2 separate regions of the Mus musculus genome follow, and region 2 is linked to region 1. The links are chromatin contacts, called in public targeted proximity ligation maps. All regions are on one chromosome and are shown on one strand. The core of a region is the stretch at or near the end of the contact, and the rest is flanking DNA. Distances in the headings are between cores, read along the strand shown.

Evidence for each region.
Region 2: a targeted proximity ligation map of pancreatic cancer cells shows a contact between it and region 1. A contact is called at or near these places in 2 of 484 Hi-C or Micro-C datasets (the G1E-ER4 cell line and embryonic stem cells), 2 of 130 datasets of targeted methods (embryonic stem cells and pancreatic cancer cells) and 2 of 9 other capture datasets (adipose tissue and liver).

What each region holds. Positions count from the first base shown.
Region 1 is chr19:37,260,268-37,266,293 of GRCm38.p6, reverse strand. 4931408D14Rik (RIKEN cDNA 4931408D14 gene) reads left to right here and starts at 2,199. Exons shown (of 3, transcript NR_040299.1): 1 at 2,199-2,440; 2 at 2,559-2,697; 3 at 5,191-6,026.
Region 2 is chr19:37,388,196-37,394,221 of GRCm38.p6, reverse strand. It overlaps Kif11 (kinesin family member 11), which reads right to left. Exons shown (of 22, transcript NM_010615.2): 7 at 3,820-3,910; 8 at 3,331-3,573; 9 at 442-537. It also overlaps the pseudogene Gm8663. Among named protein-coding and RNA genes, the nearest start is that of Kif11, 15 kb to the right of the region's middle.

The DNA.
Region 1 (6,026 bases), core at 950-3,449:
GGCAGAGCCTCTCAGGAGACAGCTATATCAGGCTCCTGTCAGCAAGCTCGTGTTGGCATCCACAATAGTGTCTGAGTTTGGTGGTTGTATATGGGATGGATCCCCAGGTGGGACAGTCTCTGGATGGCCTATCCTTCAGTCTCTGTAACTCCTTCCACGGGTTTTTTGTTCCACCTTCTAAGAAGAATCGAAGTATCCACACTTTGATCTGTATGATAAGAACTTCGTTGAGTTTTATTTAGATCATATTCTGATGCTATTCTAGCCATTCTGATTGAACTAGCCTGCGGAAGGGTGCTGCTGACAGTGCAAAGCCAGTCCTGACCACGAGGCGGAGACAAAGCACTTCTCAGTGAGACTGTTCCACACAAAACCTGATGTCACCGCCAACTCCCATTTATGTAATATAGAAATCAGCAAAAAATGTGACAAGAGCCAGGCGTGCACACCTGTAATCCCAGAACTTAGGAGGTTGAGACAGGAGGATGGCAAGTTTTAGGCTTAGCTGGGGCTACACAGCTAGACCCTGTCCAAAAAGAAGGTAGGTGAGATTATTCTTGGTCCTGTTGTTTCCCCTCCAAAGAATTCTTGTCATCATTGGAGAAAACGCCAGGAACTGATTTTAAAACTAATTTGGAAAAATTAGTACTACAAATGTATCTTATTCACCTAATTACATCGCTTGTATCTACAGATATTTTTCATCATTTTTCTTCCTAAGTGCCAAGGCTGCAGGCACCTACACTGGCCACTGTTTTCTTACATGTGCTATTCAGTGTTGCAGATCTGCCCCACCCCAACTCTGTTTTTGTTGTATCACACACACATTTGAATACATTATATTTTCATTCAGTTTAAAATATTCAGGTTTCGGGCTGGTGAGATGGCTCAGTGGGTAAGAGCACCCAACTGTTCTTCCGAAGGTCCAGAGTTCAAATCCCAGCAACCACATGGTGGCTCACAGCCATCTGTAACAAGATCTGACGCCCTCTTCTGGAGTGTCTGAAGACAGCTACAGTGTACTTACATATAATAAATAAATAAATCTTAAAAAAAAAATATTCAGGTTTCTCTTGAGACATCTTTGACCTATGTGACATTTAGAAATAAATTCATTTTGGTTTGTTTTGGGTGGTGATGTGCCTTTTGTTTTTTGCAATTCTAAGATGGTAAGCCTAGTCTAGTATGACCTTGGACTTTGTGGACTCAAAAAAAAAAAAAATCCTCCTACCTCTGCTGGCAAGTATTTGGGTCTAACAGCATGTGTCACCAGTTTAGAAATATAGCGTGCATTTGTCAAATATTTAGAGGTTTCCCGGCAATGTTTCCACTATTCTTAGTTTAATTTCACTCAACTCCAAGATCATGCATTTGTTTGCTTCCAGATAGTGGCTTGCTAGAGGCCAAGCTTCTAGCTCACAGTCCTGAGTGCTGGGATGAGAGGTGAGTGTTATCATGCCAGATGCCGACGCCTATTTTCTAGGGCTTTTGTTTTTAAGCTTGTTTAAGTGTGGTTTTCAGTCTGGAATGTAACCTCAGCGAATATTTTATCTGAATTTGAGAGTGATGTTCACCCATACTTGTCGGATGAGTGTTCTTCAAATGTCAACAGATCCAGATGACTAACGGCACCGGCTAGGACTGGCTAGGTTCCACTTGGCTTTGTGCATTTTCTCTCTGATAGGTCGATTACTGTCTGGTGCGTTGCTGGAGTATTGAGCGCTAATGGATTGAGCCTTTTTTGTGTTTTTGTTAAATGGTTTTCTGTTCCCTTGGCTATTTTGACTCCCTGCTGTTCAGCTTGATCATATTAATGACTGTAGGTCTTTTTGGACAATAGACTGCGTTTGTTTTGTGTGGTGCTCCTTTTTGCCCCTGGTCGTTTTCCTTGCACCAGCTGGCTCTGTGCCTGGAAGCTCGGAGCTTGCTCTCTTTGAGTCCTATCCCTGAAGTCGCCCATCCTCTGGGAGGCAGACAGACATCTTCAGCCTCTGAGGCTGATTTACAAACAAGAGTTGGATCCACAGAACAGCAGCCCGGAACTAGGGGCAAGGGTCACATGTCCAGTCAGAAAGAACGCCCTCCTTCACCCAAATTGCTCAAAACTGTTGTTGGCTCTTCTTCAAAACTCTTGATGTTTGGCAATACCGTGTGCACTTTGACCATAGCGTCCAGTGCCTTGTTGAGCAGTTTTCAGTAGACTTTCGCTTTGCACAAACATCTTCTCTGAGTGATCCAACACCTCCTGCAGCTCTGGCAAACTCTGGGTCAGCCCGGAGTCCCTCGAAGCTGGAGCTGAGGTCAGAGAAGCCCAGGACAGCCACGAAGCTGTGGGTCCTCGCGCCTAACAACCACGGTTAAGGATTCTGATACGTTACCAAACCGCCACCCAGAAAGGAATTGCAATGTGGACTTCTACAAGAAATCAGAAACAGTAAAGGTAGCCTGAAAGCCACACCGAAATTACCTGCTACCATCCAGGATGCTGAGCAGACAAGGGTTTGTGGGAATGGGGCGTGGCTAGGCGCCTAGGCACTTATGGATTCTCTTCTTTTCAGAACAGCCTTGCTGCCTGCAGGGGTGACTGAGGCCCTGAAGTCCAGAGCTTTGCTGAGTCGTCACTTGGGAGAGTAAATCTCCAATGGTCTGCCCGTGCAGTGAGCATTGTAACCTGTATCACTGTAAATCTTATTTGCAGTGAGTCCTTGTTCATCCCTTCAGTGTGTGTGTGGGGGGGGGGGGCTGGGGGGGGGCGAGGGAGGGCGGCAGAAGTCGTCCTTGGATATTATTTTCCAGGAGCTATCTATCTTGCTCTTGAAACGGTGCTCACAAAGAAGGATAGGCTGGCTGGCCACCAAAGCCTAGGGACTGTCCTGCCTTTGCCTTGCCCGCACTGGGGTTACAAGTGTGTGCTACCAGGCCTGATTTGTGTGTGTGCTAGGGATCAGACATGAATTCTCAATTGACTGACTGACTCCCTCCCCATTCTGCTGTTCAGAGCTTTTAAGTACTCAGCAGGGGAAAAAATTGCAGGTACACCTTGCTGACTTAACCTCTCTCTTTCAATTTCATAAATATATTTATTATTTAAATTGTGTATATGAGTGTGTATTGTGTATGTGTGTATAAAAAAAGAGTATGTGTATATGAGTGAGTATATGAGTAAATGCTTGTGTATGAGTGTGTATATATGTATGAGTATGAATGTATACTGTGTTATGAATATGTGAGAGTATGCATATGTAACTATACATATACACATATGAGTTAGTGTGTATGAATGTGTTATGTGTATTGTGAGTGTGTATATTTAACTATGTGCGTGTATATATATATATATATATATATATATATATATATATATATATATGAATGAGTATATTGTATGAATGAATGTGTATGTGTATGTGTGTACATGTGTATGTGAGAGAGTGTGTGTTTTCTTAAGCCTAAGTCATGTCTCTAACCTTTCTCTGCAGTAGCTTGCTATGTAGTCCAGACTGGTTTTGAATTCAAGGTGATCCTCCTGCCTCAGCTTCCCCAGTGATAGGATTACAGGATGAGGCACAAGGCCTGCCTACTCATTTGGGTTTTCTCGTGTTTGCTGAAAAGCTAACATATATCAGGTTTCGTGCTTCTGTTTCTCCTTGCAGGGCCTGTTTATTCTGAGGTTGACCTTTAAACTTAAATCTCTGCTGTTATGCTAGTGAGGTTTGCGTTGGCAAGTGGAGGTAAATGTCCACATTCATTCTTTGATGACTAATGGGAAACATCTCCAACCTCTTACGCACATTTAATTCACTGTTTAATCTGGTGTCTGGTGCCCTCAGGTCAACACTCAGTTCTGTTGAATTGAAGTAAGAGGGCATCAGCCCTGGGCTCACATACTCAGCTGGTCTTTAATTTTATGCTGTTTGCTGTTGCTATGTTTATCACAAATTCAACATCTCTTTCACATTTTATAAATAGGTGAGGTCATAAAACCTGATCTTTCACACAATCACACTAAATCTGTGTCAAATAGAGTAGGATCGCTCTCTCTCTTTCATGTTTTTGTTAAATATATTTGTGTATTATACACATTAGGAGGGAAAAAACCCAAACCTTTTAAAAGTTTAAAAGAGGGGCTGGAGGGATGGCTCAGCGATTAAGAGCACTGACTGCTCTTTCAAAGGTCCTGAGTTCAATTCCCAGCAACCACATGGTGGCTCACAACCATCTGCAATGTGATCTGATGCTCTCTTCTGATTTGTCTAAAGACAACTACAGTGTACTCATAGACATCAAATAAATAAATAAATAAATAAATAAATAAATCTTTTTTTTTAAAGTTAAAAAAGAAAGCACAAAAATTTATTGGAGCACTCACTGATGGGAGGTTTATGACAATAGATCTTGCATATGGCCTTTGTTCTGCATATCATTCTCATATGGTTTATATTTCCAGCCCAAACAAGTACAGTTAACAAAAGTTAAAGCCAGCCAGGAAGTGGTGGCCCACGCCTTTAATCCCAGCACTCAGGAGGCAGAGGCAGACAGATCTCTTTGGGCCAGTTTGGTCTACAAAGATTGTTCTAGGACAGCCAGGGCTGCACAGAGAAACTCTGTCTCAAAACAAACAAACAAAGGCCAGTATTCCACCCCTGTTTGTGTGTGTTTCCATATGGGCATGTACATATATGTAACCACATAGGCATGTGCATATATGTAACCACATGGGCATGGGCATATATGTAACCACATGTGCATATATGTAACCACATGTGCATGTGCATATATGTAACCACATGGGCATGGGCATATATGTAACTATATGGGCATGGGCATATATGTAACCACATGGGCATGGGCATATATGTTACCACATGGGCATGGGCATATATGTAACCACATGGGCATATATGTAACCACATGGGCATGGGCATATATGCAACCACATGTGCATATATGTAACCACATGGGCATGGGCATATATGTTACCACATGGCATGGGTGCTGCTCAGAGCGCGGTAGAAGGGCCCTCCAGCAGGTTTTCATGTTCCCCTGCCCACCTCAGTCCCTGACAGGCAAGTGGCATAGTGACTGGCTCCTGCCCGGGGCGGGGGACCCAAACTCTGAATTCTTTGTGGCTTACTCATGTCTTGCTCTCTCCTGCTGGGTTACTTTACAGAATCTCCTCTTTTCCAACAGAGGCTGATGGATCAATCAATTGAAAGCTGAGCCCAGCAGGTGAGGGAAAACTCCCGTCTTTGTCATGGCGCGTGTCCACTCCTCAAGGCCATGGAGATTCGGACCGAAGGGTTCCAGAGATCGCGTGGTGAGGCCGTGTGGAGTTTGCCATGCAGGGGAGCTCCCAGCACCAAGCATCTGCCAGCAAAGAGCCCAACTTGAACCTTGGAAAACTGTGTCCTCTCTTCCCAAGTGTTCCACTGAGCCACTGACTTCTCCAGGAGTCATTCAGATTCTAATCGTAACCCTTGAAGCAGCCATTTCTTTCTGTGCTGTGGAAGCTGAACTTGCTAAAGCAGCTAGGATTGGTCCCCTGGTGGTCTTGGCCAGTTCTTGGACAACGAGGCTATAGCCAGGTCCTTAGGCAGAGTCTTGAGCCAGTACAGGTCCATGCTTCCCAGCGGGGATGGATTTCTTTTCGGACATACCTCGTAGAAACTGGTTTGTCTGGAGCTCCATCACTTGTGCTATACTGCCTGGGCAGAGGGAAAGACCACAGGGGAGGCGGTGGCTGTGCCGGGCAGGGAGACCTCACAGCTATTGTGCTCCATGGAACAGCCCAGGCCCTGCCATCCTGCATGGATGTTTTGTTTAGTCAAGGCTGGCTGACCCCAAAGCGGGGAATTATTATTGTAACATGTGTTTGGTGGAAGGGCGATGTTGGGAGACGGTGGGAGGGGAGAGGCGTCTTATTGCTGTCTGGGTGGGTTGGAGCTGGTAGGAGCTTCTACCACTCTCCTCCGCTCTATCTCCTTGTCCCGGGATCCATGCTGTTCCTCTAAGAGAAGCAATGAAAG
Region 2 (6,026 bases), core at 1,287-3,786, 130 kb before region 1:
GTGTCACACGCCTTTAATCCCAGCACTTGGGAGGCAAAGCAGGTGGATTTCTGAGTTCAAGGCCAGCCTGGTCTACAGAGTGAGTTCCAGGACAGCCAAGGCTATATAGAGAAACTCAAAAACAAAAAACAAAAACAAAAACAAACAAACAAAAATCAAACCAAAAATGAAAAACAAAAACAAAAACAGTGATCTGTTGTTATTCCTTATTTCAGGCATGCCAAACATGGTTACATTACTCCATAAAGACTCATAATTACTGTCAGGCAGGGGTGGTACACGCCTTTAATCCCCAGCACTAAGAAATCAAGAGGCAGGTGGATCTCTTAGTTAGAGGCCAGCCTGATCTACAGAGCTAGTTCCAGGGCAGCCAGGGTTACACAGAGAAACCCTGTCTAAAAGCTAAAATCAACCAACAAAACAAACAAAAATCATAATTACCTTAATAAGAGCTTTTTTGGTGAGTTTTTGATTAACTTCAGGCTTATTCATTATGTTCTTTGCTCTGTGAGCATATTCCAATGTACTCAGAGTTTCCTGTTATGAAAAGGAAAGGTTAATAATTACTGAAGGTATAAGGATGAAAATAAAGATACTCTTATTTAAAATGTACTACATAACTTACAATCATAATTTCTATCTGTGTTTAGTGTATGGTCTATTTATACACTGTTTTATCTTTGTGTGTGCTGTATGTGTGCATGAGTGTGAAAGCCATCAGGACAAGGTTGAACATCTTTATCACTCTCCATCTTATGCTTTGAGGTGGAGCCTTTCAATGAACCTGAAACGTGTCAACCTAGCTAGCCTGGCTGGCCAGTGAGCTCCAAAGCTGTGAATGTCTCCTCCCAAAGCCAGAACTGCATCACCAAACTTAGCTCTGATGTGAAAACTGGGAATCTGAACTTGGAACTTGGGTCTCCTCATGACAAGCACTTTACCAACAGAGCCATCAGTTCAAGCCTCCTACACAGGTCTTAAACTCAATGAATTCCACCAACTGGTAAGTAAACAAAATGTCCTTTTATGTAACAATTTTCTCAAAGATAAAATCTTTCATCTTGGAAGGAAATTCATTAAGGATGATGTTCTAAGGGTAGTCTTACTACATTCCATATTGCAGGGCAGCTCAGAAATACAATGCAAGTTCCTGAAACAGATATACCAGGCTCCTCCCTCTCTAAGTACACTGTACGTAGTAAGGACTACTGAGAGATACCCTCAGACCAGAAAGTTCCTGAACTAGACACAGTGGGCCCCTCCCAGCGAGACACTCTCAGACCAGCAGAGCTACTACCAACAAACCGCGCTGCCTAGAAGAGGCAGACAGCAGGCCTCCCCCACCCCTTTGTCAGCCTGTTGAGCTGAAGGCAAGTTACACAGTCATGAGCAAATGCACACTGAGGATGGGGAGGCTCTGGTGATTCAGATGTCCTTGTACAAGTGATCTCTCACTCATATTACGGTAAGTAACCCCAATAAAACCCACTAGCTCACCGAGTTGAGCTCTGGTGATGTCTTTACTTTGGTCTGCATGTGTTCTCTGAGGTGAGTAGACATTTGTTCATGAGATCCCAGAAACCGTGTTACACAATACCTATATCCACATAATTAATTATGCACCCATTAAAAAAGAATTAAGAGGGGACTAAAGAGATGGCTCAGTGGCTAAGAGAACTGGTTACTCTTCCAGAGGTCCTGAGTTCAATTCCCAGACACCACATGGTGGCTCACAACCTGTAATGAGATCTGATGCTCTCTTCTGCTGTGTCTGAAGACATCGACAGTGTACTCATACATAAACTAAATAAATCTTTAAAAAAAAAAAGAAGTGTTGATATATAAAAAAATTTTAACATTGCATAGTGTAATGAAAATAACATGCCAAGTACTAGAATTCAGTGCCCCAAAAGGACTTAACTTGGTCTGAGTCCTTAATGAACCCTACATACTACCCATCACTACTGACATTCAGCAATATTTTTATTGACGTGCATGAGTATTTTGCCTGAGTGTAAGTCTGTGCACTGTGTGCAGGCCTAGTGCCTAAGGCAGTCAGAAAAGGGCAAGAGATCCCTAAGCATGGAGTTACAAACAGTTGTGAGTCATCATGTGGGTGCTGGAAATCAAACACTGGTCATGTGGTAAAACAGTCAAATCTCTTAACCACTGAGTCATTCCTTCAGGCCCAGCGATCTTGGTTCGATTGTTTAAATAATGTATGAAGGGCTAGCAAGATGACTCACTGAGCAAAGACACTTGCCACCAAGCCAAATGACCTGAGCTTGATTCCTGCTGGAGTCCACAAGGGGAGAATTGACAGTCACAAGTTATTTTCTGACTCCTATTTGTAGACCCCCTACCCCCAAAACATACATACATACATACATACATACATACATACATACATACATACAAAATAAGTAAACAAATGAGTGTATGTATGTATGTGTGTGTATATATACATATATGTACTAACTAGTTTTGTGTCAACTTGACACAGTTATCACAGTTGAGTTGAGAAAATGCCTCCATGAGATCCAGCTGTAAGGCATTTTCTCAATTAGTGATGGGGGGTTGGGGGGTCCATCTTGTGGGTGGGGCCATCTCTGGGCTGGTAGTCTTGGTTCTATAAAAGAGCAGGCTGAGCAAGCCAGAGGAAGCAAGCCAGCAAAGAAAAACCCTTCCGTGGCCTCTGTATCAGCTCCTGCTTTTTGACTTGCTTGAGTTCCAGTCCTGACTTCCTTTAGTGATCAACAGCAATGTGGAAATGTAAGCTGAATAAATCCTTTCCTCCCCAACTTGCTTCTTGGTCATGATGTTTGTGCAGGAATAGAAACCCTGACTAAGACAATATCTCTCTCTTTTTTTTTTAAATTGTGAAACCAGGGCTGATAAGATGGCTCACTTGTTAAGAACACTGGCAGTGCTGGGCGGTGGTGGCGCATGCCTTTAATCCCAGCACTTGGAAGGCAGAGACAGGCGAATTTCTGTGTTCGAAGCCAGCCTGGTCTACAGAGTGAGTTCCAGGACAGCCAGAGGAACACAGAGAAACCCTGTCTCGAAAAATTTAAAAAAGAAAGAGGAGGAAGAAGAGGAGGAGGAGAAGGAGGAGAAGGAGAAAGAAAAAATTAGGAAGAAGAAAGAAGAAGCAAAAGAAAAAAAGAAAAGAAAGAAAAAACTACTTTGGAAGTCATAACTGGCTTTTTATTGTACCAGATTGTTCAATTTTTATAGTAGAGAAGGAAGCCAGTAAATGAACTTTAAAAATATGACAGCTAAGAAAGGCTTATAGTTCCCACGGTTGCTGCATTTTCTCAAAGGGCTTACCTCAAGATTGAAAGATGCAGGGGAAATGGTTGCAATTATAGATGTTCTTGTACGTCCCCCAAGAGAATCTTGCAGGATTCTAGTTAGTTTAGATTCTCGATAAGGAATATGAGGTGTTCTTTCCACAAGAGCAGTAATAACTCTTCCCAGAGTCAAGAGGGATTGGTTGATATTTCCAGCTTCCCGGGCCCTCTTGTCAACAGCTCCAGAACGCCCAATATTTTCACTTCCTGCAAGATCAACCTTTAATTTAAAAAAAGAAAAAGGTCAATCTATTGTATTTAGATTCAAAGATTTGTATTCTTTTATATATTTTACTCTATACCATGTTCTAAATCATAGTAAAATAAATTTTCACAACAAATTCCTTCTCCCACTTCAAAGCTAGTTGATGAAGTTAACTATGAAAATACTGTACATAAGTGAGAATTTCAGCTTTTCCAGGAAGAAATCAAGACTAGCACAGTGGCATCAAGGCAGGATACTTACCAAATTCAACTTTCCAATTTTAACAAGCTCTTCTCCATCAATTGTTGTTTCTTTCATGTGTATCGTAACAGAAAAAACTGAGTGTGAACGACTAGAAAAAAAGATCAAGTTGTCGACTCATTACAATGAAAATGTTATCTGTTCCCTATCAAATACTAAAAGCAGGAAAGGAAGCTCTGAATGTACCAGGGAGGACCAAGACATCATTAATCAGAAAATTGAACTTGGAAAGACAAAATTCTACCTGCTACCTACAATACTGACCCTATCAAAGAAGCTATCAAAACTACCCTAGAACTTTTGCAATTCCTGGGTTCCATACCCAGCAACACATACACACATTCAAAGAATTTGGGGGAAAATCTGAAATAAAAAAAAAAAGAGCGTTTCAGAGCAGATGGCTGCCAACCAGAACATCAGTGTGTTTATTAATATCATTAGGATTGGCGACTATGGTCATTTTGTATTGTCTCCTTTGTACTTTTAAAAATTCTTATTTTATAAGTTATTTAAATTACAGAAAGGGGACGGGTGCGAGGAAAACAAACTATACCCCTGAGTTCTATTTAGCCAATGTTTTTCTATTATTATCCACTGATTATATTATATTATATTATTAATGTTATAAAAAGCATGATGTGTGGATTGAGCATGTATACAGTAAGGGGTAGAGCACATTCCATGTGGAGTTGGCTCTTTCCTTCTACCTTTAGATGGGTGGGTTTTAGGGCTAAATTAGCAGGACAAGTCCCTTAAGAGGCCATATCAACAGCTAGCCCTACCCACAGGTTTCTAGCTTAAGATTGTGGGATTGATGGAATTAAGCATAAATATCAACTGCCTTGGGAAAGCTAAGTTAATTTTTTTATTCATAAAAAAATGATCTTTGTTTTTTGGGTTTTTTTTTCAGTTACTCCTTTTATTTTCTCTGTTTAAAATCAAACAGAAAACAAACATCAACTCTGTTATATACTAACAGTCTTCAAAGTACATCATTTGTACAAGAGAAGGACTAAGAACCAAACTGTTTACAGAGATCCCAGCCCTCACACGGCTTTCCGGTGTCCCTGAGGAGGAGCCACTTCATCATCACCGGCACTGAACACAGTTGCAGAATTCTTCGCCAGGTACTTGATAGTTCAGTAGCAAAGCAAGGCTTTTCTCATCTAGAGGCGTGTAGGCCAACATCGCTCCAATTCGCATAAATAATCTCAGCAAATGTGGCGCTCCATACAGCTGGGACATGGGCGCATCCGGGTGATCGGCGAGGATTTCAGCATACTGTGGTCTCTCAACTTTGTAGAGGAGCTGAGTGCCCAACATGACATTGAAGCACTTCTCTATCCCTGCCACCACCTCATTAACAGCTTACTCCTTATTATCTGTATTTCCTTATAATTTGCATAATCCTCCAAAATGGAATCCACATTCTTCCTGGCAGGCAGATAAAAAAGCTGCTTTTGCCTGGTAATCAAGTCCCAGTCATCCACAAGCCAGGGTTTCAGCTCTTCAGGAGTCTTCACTTTAACTTCAACTCTGTTCATGAAGGTTTCTTCATTTTCAACGGTAGGATCTACCCGGGCTCTCTTCTTCCTAGGAGGCTGAGGTGTCTCACTGGTACTGCCACCATCTCCGTTTCCAGGTGTTTTCTGCTTGTTCTTTTTTGTTTTCACTTCAACATTTTTCTGTTGCAGACCGGATTTTTCTGTTGTTCTTCCCCGGAGCAGCCCCTCTCATCTTGCCCTCTGCATATTGTTCCTGATTGGCCTTTTGAAGTTCTCACAGTTTCTGCAAATTGGTGTCCGCGTATTTGAGTACTCTGCTTTCTGGCACCCATTCATCCCAATTTTTATCCCAACCACTGTAATGGATGAAGTATTTCACTTGTTTGTCCTTTATGGCAACTTTACATACTTTGCTTCATAAAGAGGCCATGAAAGCACAGCACTCGCTCACCCTCCTGGAATTTTGGCTTCGGGTCCTGCTTGGGCGCCATTTATAAGCGATTCACCGCCTCCTCCTTCTCCCACCACCCCTGACTACCACCCTCTACTGTCTACCCCATCTTTGTTTTATATATTAAATAAAATAACCAGGCACAGTAACAAGCAGTACAGAGAAATGTGTTCCTTTCTCCCTTTTCATGAATACCAGGGATGGTGACCGTCTGTGCGTTGACTCTTAAGAAAAATCATTTTAAAACAAAG